Regions from separate parts of the Mus musculus genome. Here region 1 is linked to region 2. A link is a contact called in public Hi-C data. All regions are on one chromosome and are shown on one strand. Each heading gives the region's core, a stretch centred on a gene start, on an enhancer-like site or on the middle of the called end of the contact. The rest is flanking DNA. Distances are from core to core; before and after follow the strand shown.

The links. A called contact is a pair of places that touch in the nucleus more often than the background predicts.
Region 1: a contact with region 2 is called in a Hi-C map of cardiomyocytes, with 2.3 times the contacts expected there. The contact joins the enhancer-like site here to the promoter of Ggt6 in region 2. A contact is called at or near these places in 14 of 484 Hi-C or Micro-C datasets (the AML12 cell line, B cells, the G1E-ER4 cell line and 11 more), 4 of 115 datasets of contacts at active chromatin or transcription factors (the 230-238 cell line, bone marrow-derived dendritic cells and bone marrow-derived macrophages) and 3 of 9 other capture datasets (adipose tissue, liver and pancreatic islet).

The regions. Positions count from the first base shown.
Region 1 is chr11:72,724,320-72,731,630 of GRCm38.p6, reverse strand. Ankfy1 (ankyrin repeat and FYVE domain containing 1) reads right to left here. Exons shown (of 25, transcript NM_009671.5): 5 at 2,747-2,870; 6 at 1,010-1,159. Among named protein-coding and RNA genes, the nearest start is that of Gm46287, 37 kb to the left of the region's middle. Within about 2 kb of position 5,405, at least 6 of the 459 cell types and tissues checked have an H3K27ac peak or open chromatin away from gene starts, as enhancers often do.
Region 2 is chr11:72,434,219-72,441,018 of GRCm38.p6, reverse strand. Ggt6 (gamma-glutamyltransferase 6) reads right to left here and starts at 5,493. Exons shown (of 4, transcript NM_027819.2): 1 at 5,255-5,493; 2 at 4,378-4,580; 3 at 4,187-4,300; 4 at 2,612-3,880. The coding sequence starts at 5,400. The coding sequence ends at 2,850.

The DNA of each region.
Region 1 (7,311 bases), core at 4,156-6,655, 290 kb before region 2:
CCACCTGCATTCCTTTGAAGGCACTGTGGTATGCAGAATAATGTCCCCCCATTTTCCCCCCACCACTCCACAGATATTCATGCCTTAATTATCAGATAATATAAGGAGTCAGCTTATGTGGCAAAAAGTACCTTTGCAGATGTGATTATGACAAAGTGCCCTGAGCTAGGAAGAATCCCGGACCAGCCCGCAGGGCCCTACCTTATAACAAAATTCATTCTTGAGTGAATCAGAGTGTCAAAGAGTAGGTCATTAAGAGGTGAAATTAGGACTTGACCTGTTACTGCTGGCTTTAAAGATGGAAGCAATGCTCCTTTGAAGCTAAGGATCGTGTGGACACCTACAAGCTAAGAATAATACTCAGCTCACAAGAAAATAAAGACCCTGGACCACTAGAGAATTCTGCCAACATCCTATGTGAGCAGGAAATGGATTCTTCTCCACAGCTCCATAAGAGACAACAGCTTACTAATAACTCGCTTTTAGCATGTGACTTCTGGCTTAGACCTTGAATAGGCAAAACTGTCAAGTAATAAACTCATGTGTTTTTGTTGTTCTAAACCGTATTATTTTATGTGCATGAGTGTTTCGCCTACATGCAGTGTGTATACCACATGTGTGGCTGAAGCCTGCAGAAGTCAGAAGAGGGTGTTGGATTCCCTGGAAATGGAGTTACAGTTGGTTGTGAGCTGCCATTTGGGTGTTGGGAACCAAACCTGTGTCCTCTGCCAAAGCAGAGACTAGCCCAGAATGTGTCCTGGTTTATGGAAACTTGTTGGGGACCTGAAGTCAGGCACTGCTGTGACAGCCATTTGGAAATGGGAATGTGGCTTTGGATTGGACTAATGGCAAATTCTGACGAGTAGAACAGAAAATGCCCAGAAGTTTCCTGTACATATTAGAAGTACCTTCATAGAATGTCTACTGATGGTGCAGAGAGAAGCAGGAAATGTTGATAACATTAAAGTTTGGGGAGAGAGAGGAAAAAATGGAGATGCTTCTACAATACCTGGGAATCCATTTCAATCAGATAGAGGAAGACCACATCTTCTCTCTCCACTTTGATAGCTTTATGTAATGGGTACTCTGTCTTGGATTTGATCATTTTGTATAACAACTGAGCACTCAGGCTACTGAAGTCCTCCTTTCGCAAGTCATCCTAAGGAGTAAAAACAATGAAAAGTGTTAATAACAACTGTCACTTAGTAATAAGCACTTAACATGTGTCAAAGACTTAACATTTTCCAATTAATTCCATCTTTGCTTCCTTTGCAGATGAAGACGACAAAGCCTGCAGAGGCCAGAGAGCTCACACAAGTCTGACTGAGAAAATGGCTAGTCAGGATCTGTATTTAAGAGGCACTTGCCACCACACTCTACCTATCAGAGCACTGCTGGGCCCCAGAAAGTGACAGCTAAATGTCAACTCTGACCTTCAACTGGAACCAAGCCACGTAGGAGTCCCACCCCGAGTTTAGAGTTCTTCCCCTACTATTAGCCTACAACGATGGCAATTTCAAAACAAATCTGAACTGTGACAACAAATCACAGAGTCACATCAGTTCTCCACAACTGTTGCCCTATCAGGGAAGGAAGGCTGCTCTATGTCAGCTCTTTAAAGCTAGTTTTCAGCAGGTATAGCAACACATGCCCTTAATTTCATCAATCAAGAGGCTGAGGCAGGATGTTTGCCTAAGTTTAGGGTCAGTCTGAGATACACAGTGAGTTTCAGGTCAGTCTGGGCTACAGAATGAGAGCTTATCTCAGTGCAACAAACAACAACCCCACTTTTCTAGTAGTATCAGAATTAAATTGAGGGCCTCCTGCATGCTAGGCAAACACTACCACTGAGCTGTATTTCCCACCCTTTAAATTTTTCTGAGAAAAGGGTCTGGTTTAGTTCTTCTCACTGGTCTTGAACTTGCTTTGCAGTTTAGGCGGACCATGGATTCAACATCCTCCTGCCTTAGACCCTGAAGTGGTTGGGGTTTCAGGTCTGTGACATTAAGTACACACAGGCCAGTTCTGTTAGAAATCTTTCCTTAGAATTTTAAGGTTTCTCCCATAAAAGTTATATACAAAAACAATCACAGAAGCTAGTTCATAAAACACTGATTGCTGTATTTATCTATTTATTTAATGTAAAGAAAAGAAAAAAGAAAAACAAAACAAACTTAGTTTGTATGCCCTGTGTTTGGGAGAAGACAAGATAATCCCTGGGGCTTCAGTGGTGCCAACCTCATCTAATCAGTGAAATCTAGGCCAGTGAGAGAGCCTGCCTCAAAATACAGTGGACGGTACTTGAGTAATCCCACCAGAGGTTGTTCTCTGGCCTCTAGAGCCACATACGTGCACCTGTATACACATACAAAAGTATAAAGCAAACCATAACGAAGAAATGTAAAACCTGTTATTTATGATGGAAACCCAATAAGTGAAGCAGTGGAGAAAGCTCTGTCATGGGCAGCTGAATGCTGGGTCACAGCTTCTCTAGGACAATGCTGAAGGCAGGTGTTCTTGACATCTGTTCCTGAACCTTAGCCATCTCTTCCTGTTCCACTCTAGACCCTAACAACACTTTCAGAATTGAAAAAGCCTCAAAGATCATCTAACCCAACTGCTTATTTTTCAAGAATACAAACAACAAAGACTAGGTAACAGAGAGGATACTGTGGAAACAGGGTTTACACTGGGATCTCCAGCTGCAGTGTGAAGGCTTGTCCATACCACACAATCTCTTACTTACCCAGTGACTTGCAATAATTTCTGCACAATAGTTCATCAGCGTACTGGCATTTAATTCCTCTGCTGTTTGATAGAAGCGAATACAGTTCCTAACATTCACCAGAGACATAACACCCTTCTCACATCTGTAAAAGATTATTTATTAATGATGAACAGTATTAGCAAGGCAAATACATTAATAAGTAAACCAAAACCAGTGACTGCTACACGAGCTATATCTAGTAAAACTGAGGAGTAAGGCTAAGCACTGTATTTAATAAGGAAGTATGGCTAGGCTACTGCTGTATTTTATTTATGTGTATATTTTTACTTATTGAAATCAATTTTTATTATTTTATCAAACCTGGTCATATGCATTCCATTTTTAAGGTAGGGTATCTCACTATGTAGCCCAGGCTAGCTGTGAAGTCAGGTTCCTCTTGCCTAAGCCTGGCTTACACTGTGCTTTATAGTCTTGTATTAGACAGTATATTACATCACACTGTCCTGAGCAGAATGAAAATAACCTGCAAAAAACCCTATGAAGCTTAAAATTTCAAGAGTTTCAAAAGCAATCACAAGAAACCCATTGATCACATGCACAGGCCATTCTAAAGTCAAACACAAAACAGATTGGCTTCAGTTCTTTGGTACTGAATTGTATGGAATAAGCCTGCAGATTCCAGACAACTCTATTATTCTCAAAGTTCAAAATATGAGGGTCTATGCTTAATAAATACCTCCTTAAAAGTACCCCCAAGGGCTGGTGAGATGGCTCAGCAGTTAAGAGCACTGACTGCTCTTCCGGAGGTCCTGAGTTCAGATCCCAGCAACCACATGGTGGCTCACAACCACCTATAATGAGATCTGAAGACAGCTACAGTGTACTTACATATAATAAATAAAATTAAATTAAAAAAAAAGTACCCCCAAAAGATAAATTTGTATTCTGATTAAATTATAATTCAGAAGGCTGGAGAGGTACCTCTGAGGTTGAGAGCACTGGCTGTTCTTCCAGAGGACCTAGATTTGGTTCACAGCACTCACATGCAAACTCACAACCATCTAACTTCAGTTCTAGAGGATCCAGTGCTCTCATCAGACCTTCATGGATACTGCATGTACATGGTACACAGATACAGATGTAGCCAAAACACTGACACAATAATGATGATGATAATTAAAATAAGTGAGTAAATTATAATTCAGGGACTAGAAAATAGGACAGTGGCAGAATGTTTGCCTAGGATGGATTTGTACTTGGAAAGCTCTGGGTTCAATCCCTAGTAATAATGGGGGATGGGGAGGTGAAAGGGTAGGGGGTGCATATGTAGACTTAATAGACAGCTAAGCAGCTAAGAATAACTCTTCTTCCAAAGGACCTAAGTTTGGTTCCTTGGGCACATGACAGGCGGTTCCCAGGTGCCCATGACTCTAGTTGTAAGGAATTTGATGTCCTCTTTTAGCCTCTCTAAGCACCAACCCCATACACTCACATACACATAAATAAAAGTTTTATAAATAAAATATCCAAAATAGCTAAAAGATAGTGAAACAATTATGAATCATATCTAGTATGCAAGAGGCTGTGGATTCAATCCTTAGTATCTCACACACACACACACACACACACACACATCAGACCACAGTATACCAAGAGAAAATTGGGCACAAAGTATATCCCTTGCCTCAATTCCACCCAAATTATTCATTCATACATTTATTATTATTATTATTATTATTATTATTATTATTATTATTATTATTATTATAGAGAGAGCCAAGCAAGCACACGCCACAGTGCACAAAAGTGTGAAGGCTTGGGCTGGTGAGATGGCTCAGTGGGTAAGAGCACCCGACTGCTCTTCCGAAGGTCCAGAGTTCAAATCCCAGCAACCACATGGTGGCTCACAACCATCTGTAATGAGATCTGACTCCCTCTTCTGGAATGTCTGAAGACAGCTACAGTGTACTTACATATAATAAATAAATAAATCTTTAGCAAAAAAAAAAAAAAAAAAAAAAAAAGTGTGAAGGCTGGAGGACAACTTTCAAGTCAGTTCTCTTCTTCCAAATTGAGTTTTAGGGCTCAAACTTGGATTATCAGTTGGATTATCAGGTTTATGTAGCAAGAATTTTTACCTGCTGAGCAATCTCACCAACCCTTCCACAGCATTTTTAGAAGAAGTTAAAATGAGTATGTAGACATGTTACTGTACGGGCACTGGTGATGCACCCCTTTGATCCTAGCACTTGGGGAATCAGAGGCAGTTAGATTTCTGTTGAGTTCAAGGCAGCCTGTCGACAGAGAGAAACCCTGTCTTGAAATAAAACAAAACAAAAATGAAACCAACAAGTCTGAGAGTAGGGACACATACCTCAAATCTCAATACTTGGGAGGCTGAGGCAAGGAGATTTCTTTCCAACAAGAGTTGGAAGAAAACCTGGGCTACAAAAGTAGCATTGGCTACTGTGTAACACTAGCTCAAAAACTAAAACAGTGTATTCCCAAACCTTTCTGTATCACTGGAGTCTCCAAGTACACTGCATATCACAACAAAGGGTAACAAAGTTATTGTGACCTGACCACAGCTATGGAATTAAGTGTTCCAGGAGAAAACTGCTATCTGACAGATGAAACTAGTCTTGCTATAACAGTGTCCTAGCAGCAGGTGGCCCACCTCATAGGACTGCAAGGATTCCAAATCACATCTGCAGAGCACTTACTTTACACACTTGTACAGACAGTGGCCTGGACTCTGAAAATCATAGTCTCCCTTCTTACTGCCAAGGGATGACTTGAACACAGTTCATACCAACAGATGTTTTCTTACAAACAGTTCATTTTCACTCATTTAGATCCCCTGAGTACCATTTGTCATATGGATAAGACTATAACTAGTAACTGACATGATTCATACAACAAAAGAATACATGTCTTCTCCTCTCTCTCTCTCTCTCTCTCTCTCTCTCTCTCTCTCTCTCTCTCTCTCCCCCATCCCTCCTTCTCCCGTTCTCTCTGAGACAGGGTTTTTCTCTGTGAAGCCCTGGTTGTCCAGGAACTCACTCTGTAGACCAAGCTGGCTACGACCTCAGAGATCCATCTGCCTCTGTCCCTCAGGTTGGTGGAATTAATGGCATGTGCCAACACCTCCTGGCAAGAACACATAATTTTATTAAGCTCTCACCTCATAGTTTCTATTTGAAAAAGAGAAAGACAGGCTAGTTATCCTCTGGAGGAAAAATACTGTTATTAATATATTTTTAAAAATTTGATATCCACAAAGCATACAAAAAGCACAAAGCAATCTATCTTGTTTTTTGAAACAGGAGCTCACCATATATAACTCTGGTTGGCCTGGCACTCTCTTTGTAGACCAGACTATACTTAAACTCAGAGACTCATCTTTCTCTACCTCCAAGTGCTGGGATTAATGGCATGTGCCACCATGCCCAGCAAAGATTTATTTATTCATTATTCTTATATGCATGTCTATCTATGTGAGTCCATGTGCTTTCAAAAGCCCCACAAGGCCAGGAAAGGACATCAGAGCCCCAGAAAATGAAGTCAAAAGTGGCTGTGAGCCTCTGGGAACCAAAGTCCTCTCCAAGAGCAACAAGGGCTTTTCATCTCTGAGCCATATTTCTAGTCCATACATCTGATTTTTAAAGTATAAACCAGGGACCCTACAAACTTCTGTCTGGTTTTCTTTCTTTTTTGTTTTTGCTTTTGCTTTGTTTTGTTTGACAGGGTTTTTCTGTGTAGCCCTGGCAGTCCTGGAATTTACTCTGTAGACCAAGCTGACCTTGAGCTCACAAGCGATTTGCCTTTCTTTGCCTTCCAAGTGCTAGGATTCAAAGTGTGTGCCACCAATCCCTTTCAGATCGACCCATATATGTGAGATGTGATAACTATTGAGAGAAAAATACACAGATGAACAATGGTTGGGTTGTAGGTGACCTACTTTTTCTTTATATAATTCGGTTTTCCAAATTGCATATACTATACCCATATTTATAATCAATGAAAATAGTCATTTTAATAATATACTTTTTCAAAGAGAATTTTCTGATATTACAAAAAAAGCCCTTCTGTAGCTGGTCTTTGGCTACTATGGGCTCTTCTTTCTACCCTTCTCTACTCCTTTTCTTCCACCTTCCAATTCCTAAACACTAGATAAGCCGGAAAAAAAGATAGCGAGGAAGAAAAGTGATCCTTAAATAAAGTTGGGGGCCATTAGACTACTTTCTTGCTGATTGGGGGCATTGAGTTCCTTGAAGCAAATTTGATCTTTGCAGTTATGATATCTAATTATTATTTCTCCTCCTCCACTTCTTCCTTTTCCTTCTCCTCCTCTGCCTCTTTCTTCTTTGCGTAGGAATACTTAAACTGCCACCAGCATCAACCAACAACTACCAACAAAAACCAAACAACCTACATCACCTCTTGGAGCCCCTAGCATTTATGTAATCTCTGAAAACTACCCAGATTTGCAAATGTCACACAAACACAGAAACTATCTGCAGCTGGCAAAATCACAGTCAGCTACTGTAGACAGCTGCCAAAGCAGCCCCATATCCCACACC
Region 2 (6,800 bases), core at 4,244-6,743:
GACTTCCTTTCTAGTGGGAAGAGATGGTTGATGAACGAGTAGACAAATACATTTTAAATGATAGTTATGAGGAAAATAAGGAATGTAGGGAGCAGAGGGAGCCTTTTAAATGTTAAAAAACGTGAAAACATCGCCTGTTAAAAATTAAAGGGAGGGGCTGGAGAGATGGCTCATCGGTTAAGAGCTCTGACTACTCTTCCAGAGGTCCTGAGTTCAGTTCCCAGCAACCACATGGTGGCTCACAACCATCTGTAATGGGATCCAATCCACTCTTCTGGTGTGTCTGAAGACAGATACAGTGTATTCATAAAAATAAACAGCCGGGAGGTGGTGGCACACGCCTTTAATCCCAGCACTTGGGAGGCAGAGACAGGCGGATTTCTGAGTTTGAGGCCAGCCTGGTCTACAAAGTGAGTTCCAGGACAGCCAAGACTATACAGAGAAACCCTGTCTCGAAAAACCAAAAAAAAAAAAAAAACAAAAAACAAAAAAAAAAATAAAATAAAATAAACAACATTTTCTTAAAAAAAAAAAATTAAAGGGAAGCCGGGCATGGTGGTGCACACCTTTGATCCCAGCACTTGGGAGGCAGAGGCAGGTGGATTTCTGAGTTCAAGGCCAGCCTGGTCTACAAAGTGAGTTCCAGGGCAGCCAGGGCTACACAGAGAAACCCTGTCTCGAAAAACCAAACCAAACCAAAACAAAACAAAACAAAAAAAACCAAAAAACCCAAAACCACACACACACACAAAAACAAAACCAAAAAAAAAATTAAAGGGAAAATTCTATAGATTCTAAGATTCTATTTAAGAGACCATGACAAGACTGACATGTGAGCTGACAGCTGAGGGACAAGATGGGCTCTATTGTCCCCAGGGCAAAAATCTAAGAGCAGGCCAAGGACATTTCTTCTACAGAGGCCACTCATCTCTTACGGGAATGAGGTCAGTAAGGTGAGGAGGAGGACTCAGGTGCCAGGAGCAAGGTTATATAGAACCCAGGGCCAGGCTCAAGGGTTCAGAATTTCTTCAGAGAGTGCAGGGAGGATTTACATCTGATTTACAGTTTTAAAAGGTCAACTGTTAGCTGAGAGCAGCCACAGCCCGTGGCTGTGAGTACCGAGGCAGTGAATTATGCTGGAGTAAGGCCTTGGCTAACCTATGGCAAATGTCAACGTAGGCGATGACCTGGGCCAAAGGAGATGATTTGCTAGAAAGGACACCAGGCTAAAAGCTAAAATCGTTGAATAGATGGTGGAATCATTGCGCCTAGCAATGTTTTGTCTGAGAGAGAAGTGGAGATGGTACAATTAAGAGCTCTGCTAGCTTGGGTTTGGGGATATGGTATGGAAATAGAACACCAGCCAAGCACATCAGTGCTCTAAATTTGATCCCCAAGCCAACAAAACAAAACAATTAGCTGACTGTGTTGGTGATCCTGTAATCCCAGTGCCTGGGCCAGACTGGATTACACAGGGAGACTCTGCCTTAAAAAACAAAATTATAGAGACAAGGGATATGGCGTGTTAGTGAAAAGCACTTACTAAACCGGGCGCGGTGGTGCACGCCTTTAATCCCAGCACTCGGGAGGCAGAGGCAGGCAGATTTCTGAGTTTGAGGCCAGCCTGGTCTACAGAGTGAGTTCCAGGACAGCCAGGGCTATACCGAGAAACCGTGTCTGGAAAAAAAACAAAACCAAACAAACAAAAAATCACTTACTACTATTGCAGAGGATCAAGGTTCAGTTCCCAGCACCCATATAGCAGCTCACATCTGTAACCCCAGTTACAGGGGAGCCAAAGCCCTCCTCTGACCTCAGACAGAAGAAGCATGTGGGACATGTGCATATATGCAGTTCACACACACACAGAAGATAAAAGCATCTTTTTTTTTTTTTTGAGACAGGGTTTCTCTGTGTAACTCTGGCTGTCCTGGAACTCACTCTGTAGACCAGGCTGGCCTCGAACTCAGAAATCCACCTGCCTCTGCCTCCCAAGTGCTGGGATTAAAGGCTTGTACCACCACTGCCCGTCTAAAAGTATCATTTTAATTAAAAAAAAAAATTAAACCCTCAAACCCTTAAATAAGAATTTCCTTTCTCTTTGTCAGGTAGGGGAAGTGCTACTGGGTGTCCTTGCTCTTGGCCTGAGGAACTATTTCTAAAGGGTTGTATTCAAGAGATCTCAGAGATCAGGAACAACCCAGTTCCAGCCCTTCTGTACCCAGGGGAACCTCCTACTCATTTTCCCAACCCTTCTCTGCTCTGCCATCTGTTCTACACGTGAAACTAAGAGATTTACCTTGTGCAGATGGAACCCCAGAAAGCAGAAGGTGGCTGGAGCAGGGGAAGCCGAAAGAGACAGACCCAGGCTCCTCCCCCTGTGTCTGGCGTTCATCACCTGTGTTGCAAAGGTTAACAGGAAAGTTAGCCAAAGAGCACAGATGTCACTCTGTCCCCGGAAGATTTGAACTTTATTAGCTTCCAGTCCAATTGATAAAGATCAGCAGGGAATGGTCCAGTGGAAGATGGAGCTGCCCACCCTGCCCAAAGACTCAGTAAGGGCTGGTGACCTTCCACTGGGCTTTCCCAAAGGTGAGTGGCACTCAGACTCTTTTTCATCATCTTCTGGTCTTTATTTGATAGAAAAGTCAGAAATTCCATCAGTGTGGGTACCAGGAAATGTGGTTGGACCAGCCCTGGATGCCAGAGCCAGAGCCAGGTAACAGATTAGGATGGAGGCTTCATGTGATGGAGCAGCAAACACCTCACAGATACATTCTCTTCATACATTCATTGCTGCTAGACCTTCTCTGTCTGGCTCTCAAGTTCCAGACACCTCTGCCCCTCTGTTAATACCCCTGAAAGGGGCAGCAGCCACTGGGGACACTGGAGACATGGGCGTGTTCTGCATGGACTACCGCCTGCAGTAGGGCCCCTTGGCCACATATGCCAGGGCTCTCTGTGGGTCTTTGATGCTGGGGCTGCTGTGGGATTTGGGGTGTTGCCAGATGATTGAGCAAGGTGCAAGTCATGGCTTTGGCCCCTCTGGAGATCCCTGAAGCCACCATCCCCAACATATCGGCTTCTGTGTCATCCAGGTTGTCACGAAGGATGAGTGGACAGGCCCAGGCACTAGGTGCAGGGCTGGCTTCCAGGTTGCTGAGCAGAACACCAGTACTTGGGGATAGATGTCCAGAACCAAAGGAACTGTTGATTGAGGAGATGAGGAGGAGCATGGAGCCGTTGCTGTCCACGGTGGCCAGGGCACTGCTCACTGGGGTTTCAGCAGTTTGCAGGAATGGTGGGCAGGGAGCAGAGCTGGGTGTCCTGGAGTGAAGAGTAGACTCCAGCAGTTCCACAAGTTCTGGACCTGCTGAGGGGCCAGGAGTCGTGAACAGGACCCCCCGAGGCAGAAGAAGCTGCAGCGCAGGCTCTAAGGAAGGCACGGGCTGAGCAGAAGGTAACTCTAACCCCAGGTCTCTGACCAGCGGGTTCAGCAAGGCCTTCCCAGCGAGATCTGGGCTGGAGGCCAGGGCTGCGCTGCGTAATACAGCTGCCAGGTTGGGGTTGGTGGCCCGAGCCCCAAGGCCCAGTGGGGTTCCATTGGTATGGCAGAACAATGGACAGAGCCCCTTTGTGCCCTGGATGGCTAGTGCGTTTGCCAGGGGTGCATCTACCTCAAAGCCCTTTTCAGCCAGCATGGCAGGCTTGGTCAGCAGGTGTGGCCAGGGCAGGCGGCCGAAGTGGGCATGAAGCAAATGCAGAGCAGGCAGACCCGTGGGCAGCCCCAGGCCGGGGGCCAGGAGTTGGGTTGGGCCTGCTGTCAGGGCAGTTGAGTTTCCTGAAGAGCTATTGTAGAAGAGACCCCAGAATGTGGCACCTGTTGGGAGACAGAGGTCACATGGGGATCAGAGGCACTGGCCAGAATTGGGGTCAAGATCCTCCAGTGGTCCCAGGTAGAGAATCACTGTCTTGCTTGCAATAGAGGTCACTGACTAAGCCTGAAATCAGGAGTTGCTGACCAGGGTCAAAGGTTACTCAAGACTAGGCCTGGTGCTCAGATCCCATGTCCTGCTCACTAGCTAGTCTTGAGGTAATGGCCACTGACTGCCCTAATGAGTTCCAGGTCACTAACTAGGCCCCAGGTTAGAAGCTCTGAGGTTCAGGGCCCACAGATTACACTGACCTAAGCCTGTTGCATGAGGATGTACCACCGCCAGACACAAAGCTGCTCCAACTCCAGCATCCACGACATTGCCCCCAGCGACAAGCAACTCTTGGCCCAGTTGGGAACATGTGGCTGCAGTAAGGAAAGGTCTGTGTGTGATGGGGAGGTGCCCTGAACCACTGACCCCTAGCCCCTTCCCAAACACTGACCTGCCGGGCTGATAATGGCGCTGTGGTGGTACACACCAGGGCGATGGGAGTGTCTGCTGGCTGGAGGGGCCACAGAGCCCAAGTTTCCTCTTGGGCTGTCCCTACTGTGCAGCTGCCTCAGAGCCAGAGAGCTGCTAACAGCCAGCAGCAACAAGCCTGCCAGCAGGCGGGCCCAGGCTCCTGGCAACCCACCAACCTCGTTCCTGCAGAAAGGGGAGTCCTGAGCCAGGGATGGGGTAAAGGAGCACCCAGGAACCCCAAGAAGACCCAAGGAATGTTTCCCCCAAAGGTTTGATTTTGCAAGAGTATAAATTGGAGAGAGAGAGAGAGAGAAGAGAGAGAGAGAGAGAGAGAGAGAGAGAGAGAGAGAGAGCCCAGGGCACTGCATTGGCAAAGACACAGAGGTAGGAAAAAGTTGGAGAAACTGAGGCTGGCTTGGAGAGAGTGTCTAACAGAAGAGCTGGAGGAGGCAGGGGTGGCCAGTCAGTCAGAGGGAGACCTGGAAGGGGCTTGGCACATGGGGAGAGGTGGTTGAGGAGCAGGGTTCATCCAGGTGTAGCCCAGTCCCAACCCGTCCAGCAGGTGCTATGGCATGGAGCTGGGGTGAGGCTGGGAGAGCTGGGGCAGTACTGGGTCCAGCTTGATACAGATGTCTAAGATGTCTTCTCTTAAGATACACAGACCTTCCTCTGACTGACTGGCTCAGTCCCAAGTTGGATCTGCAGCCTAGAGCTCCCCTCCCCCCAAACTCATCTAGAAAGTCCCTGATGCTCAGCCAAGTGTGAGATTGCCTGACCCAGCTTAGGGATTCCAGAGAGAGGACCTTGCCAGCCGTCCAGCCTGAGTTATGGAGGTCCCCAGGCCCTTGCTGACTCACCGGGGGGTATTTTGGAGTCTCCTTAGGGAGAGGACCAGTGGCTCTGCTATCTCTTCCTCTTCCTCCTCCTCCTCCTCCTCTGACTCCACGCCAGGCTCCCAGAGTTGTAGCTTGTGATAGTGCACAGGTCCTGTGGTGGCATCCATGGCCCGTGCTACCCCAGATCTTTGCCGAGAGCCCTGACAGTTGACACTGCCAGAGAGGCAAGCAAGCAGGTTGTGGCTGGTGCTGGGTGGCCTTGGGGAATGGAGGTGGTGAAACAGAGAACAGGTCTGGGCAGGGCGGGGCTGGGAAGGCTGCTATGAGCCTGCCTCGTTAGGACTCGGGGCTCTTATAAAGGTTCCCCGAGCAGCTGCCATACAGAGTCACAATTTATACAGGTCTAGGAGGAGCCCAACACTATAGCTATAGACTAAGAGGTGGGGTGAGTGGAGTCTCTCTTTACCTTTGAGATCCCAAAGCTACTCAGGTCTCTAGGAATCGTGGACATGAATTAGAGCTATGGTTACAAAGGGTAGCCTAGGTGTGGCTTAGCACCACCAACCAGGTTATATTGTCAGGGGGTGTGGCTTCCAAGGAGGGTCATGGTCCAATCTTGGGCTACTATGAAATCTGGCGAACAGCTTGGGGGGTGAGGGCCATCCCTGGATGTGTCATGTGGCTTTTGTCCAGAAGGCGGAGTCAGAGACCTCTGTGGGGAAACAGTCTGGAAAACACGGTTCCAACCTTCTTCCTGGCATTCACATCAAGGACCTGTTCCTGGGCAAAGCAGTGCTATTTGCAACAGTCCCACATTGGAAACTATGCTAACACCATTGTCAGGAAAAACCGTGCAAGCCATTATTCAGGCACTGGGGTATCTGCAGCAGAAAGAATGAACAAGAGACAATTATGTGTAATATTGTACATGAATCAGAGGGAACATGGGGAGTGAAAGAGGCCAGGTAGGAAAGGGCACACATTGTGTGTCTTAAGCAAGGCTCAGAACAAGGTAAGACCGGTTAACGTTTAGAGTCAGAACGCAGCTGGAGTGCGGAACAGTCAGGGCATCTGGGAAGAAGCCAGAGAAGTCTTGTTTACCTTTCTCTCCTACTTTTCTTTTTCCTTCCTTCCTTTTGTCTTTTGTTTTCTTTCTCTCTCTCTTTCTCTCTTTCTTTCTTTCTTTCTTTCTTTCTCTCTCTCTCTCTCTCTCTCTCTCTCTCTCTCTTTCTTTCTGTCTGTCTGTCTGTCTTTCTTCGAGACAGGGTTTCTCTGTATAGCCCTGGCTGTCCTGGAACTCACTTTGTAGACCAGGCTGTCCTTGAACTCAGAAATCTGCCTGCCTCTACCTCCCAAGTGCTGGGATTAAAGGCACGGGACACCACACTTAGCTGTCTTTTTTTTTTTTTAAAGTACCACTCATATTTATTAATAAAACTAAAAGATCTTTTTGAGTTTTGTTTGTTTGGGACAAGGTCTCACTATGTATACTAAATCATTGGCCTTAAACTCAGAAATCTGTCTGCCTTTGTCTTCTGAGTCCTGGGATTAAAGGTGTGTGCCACTA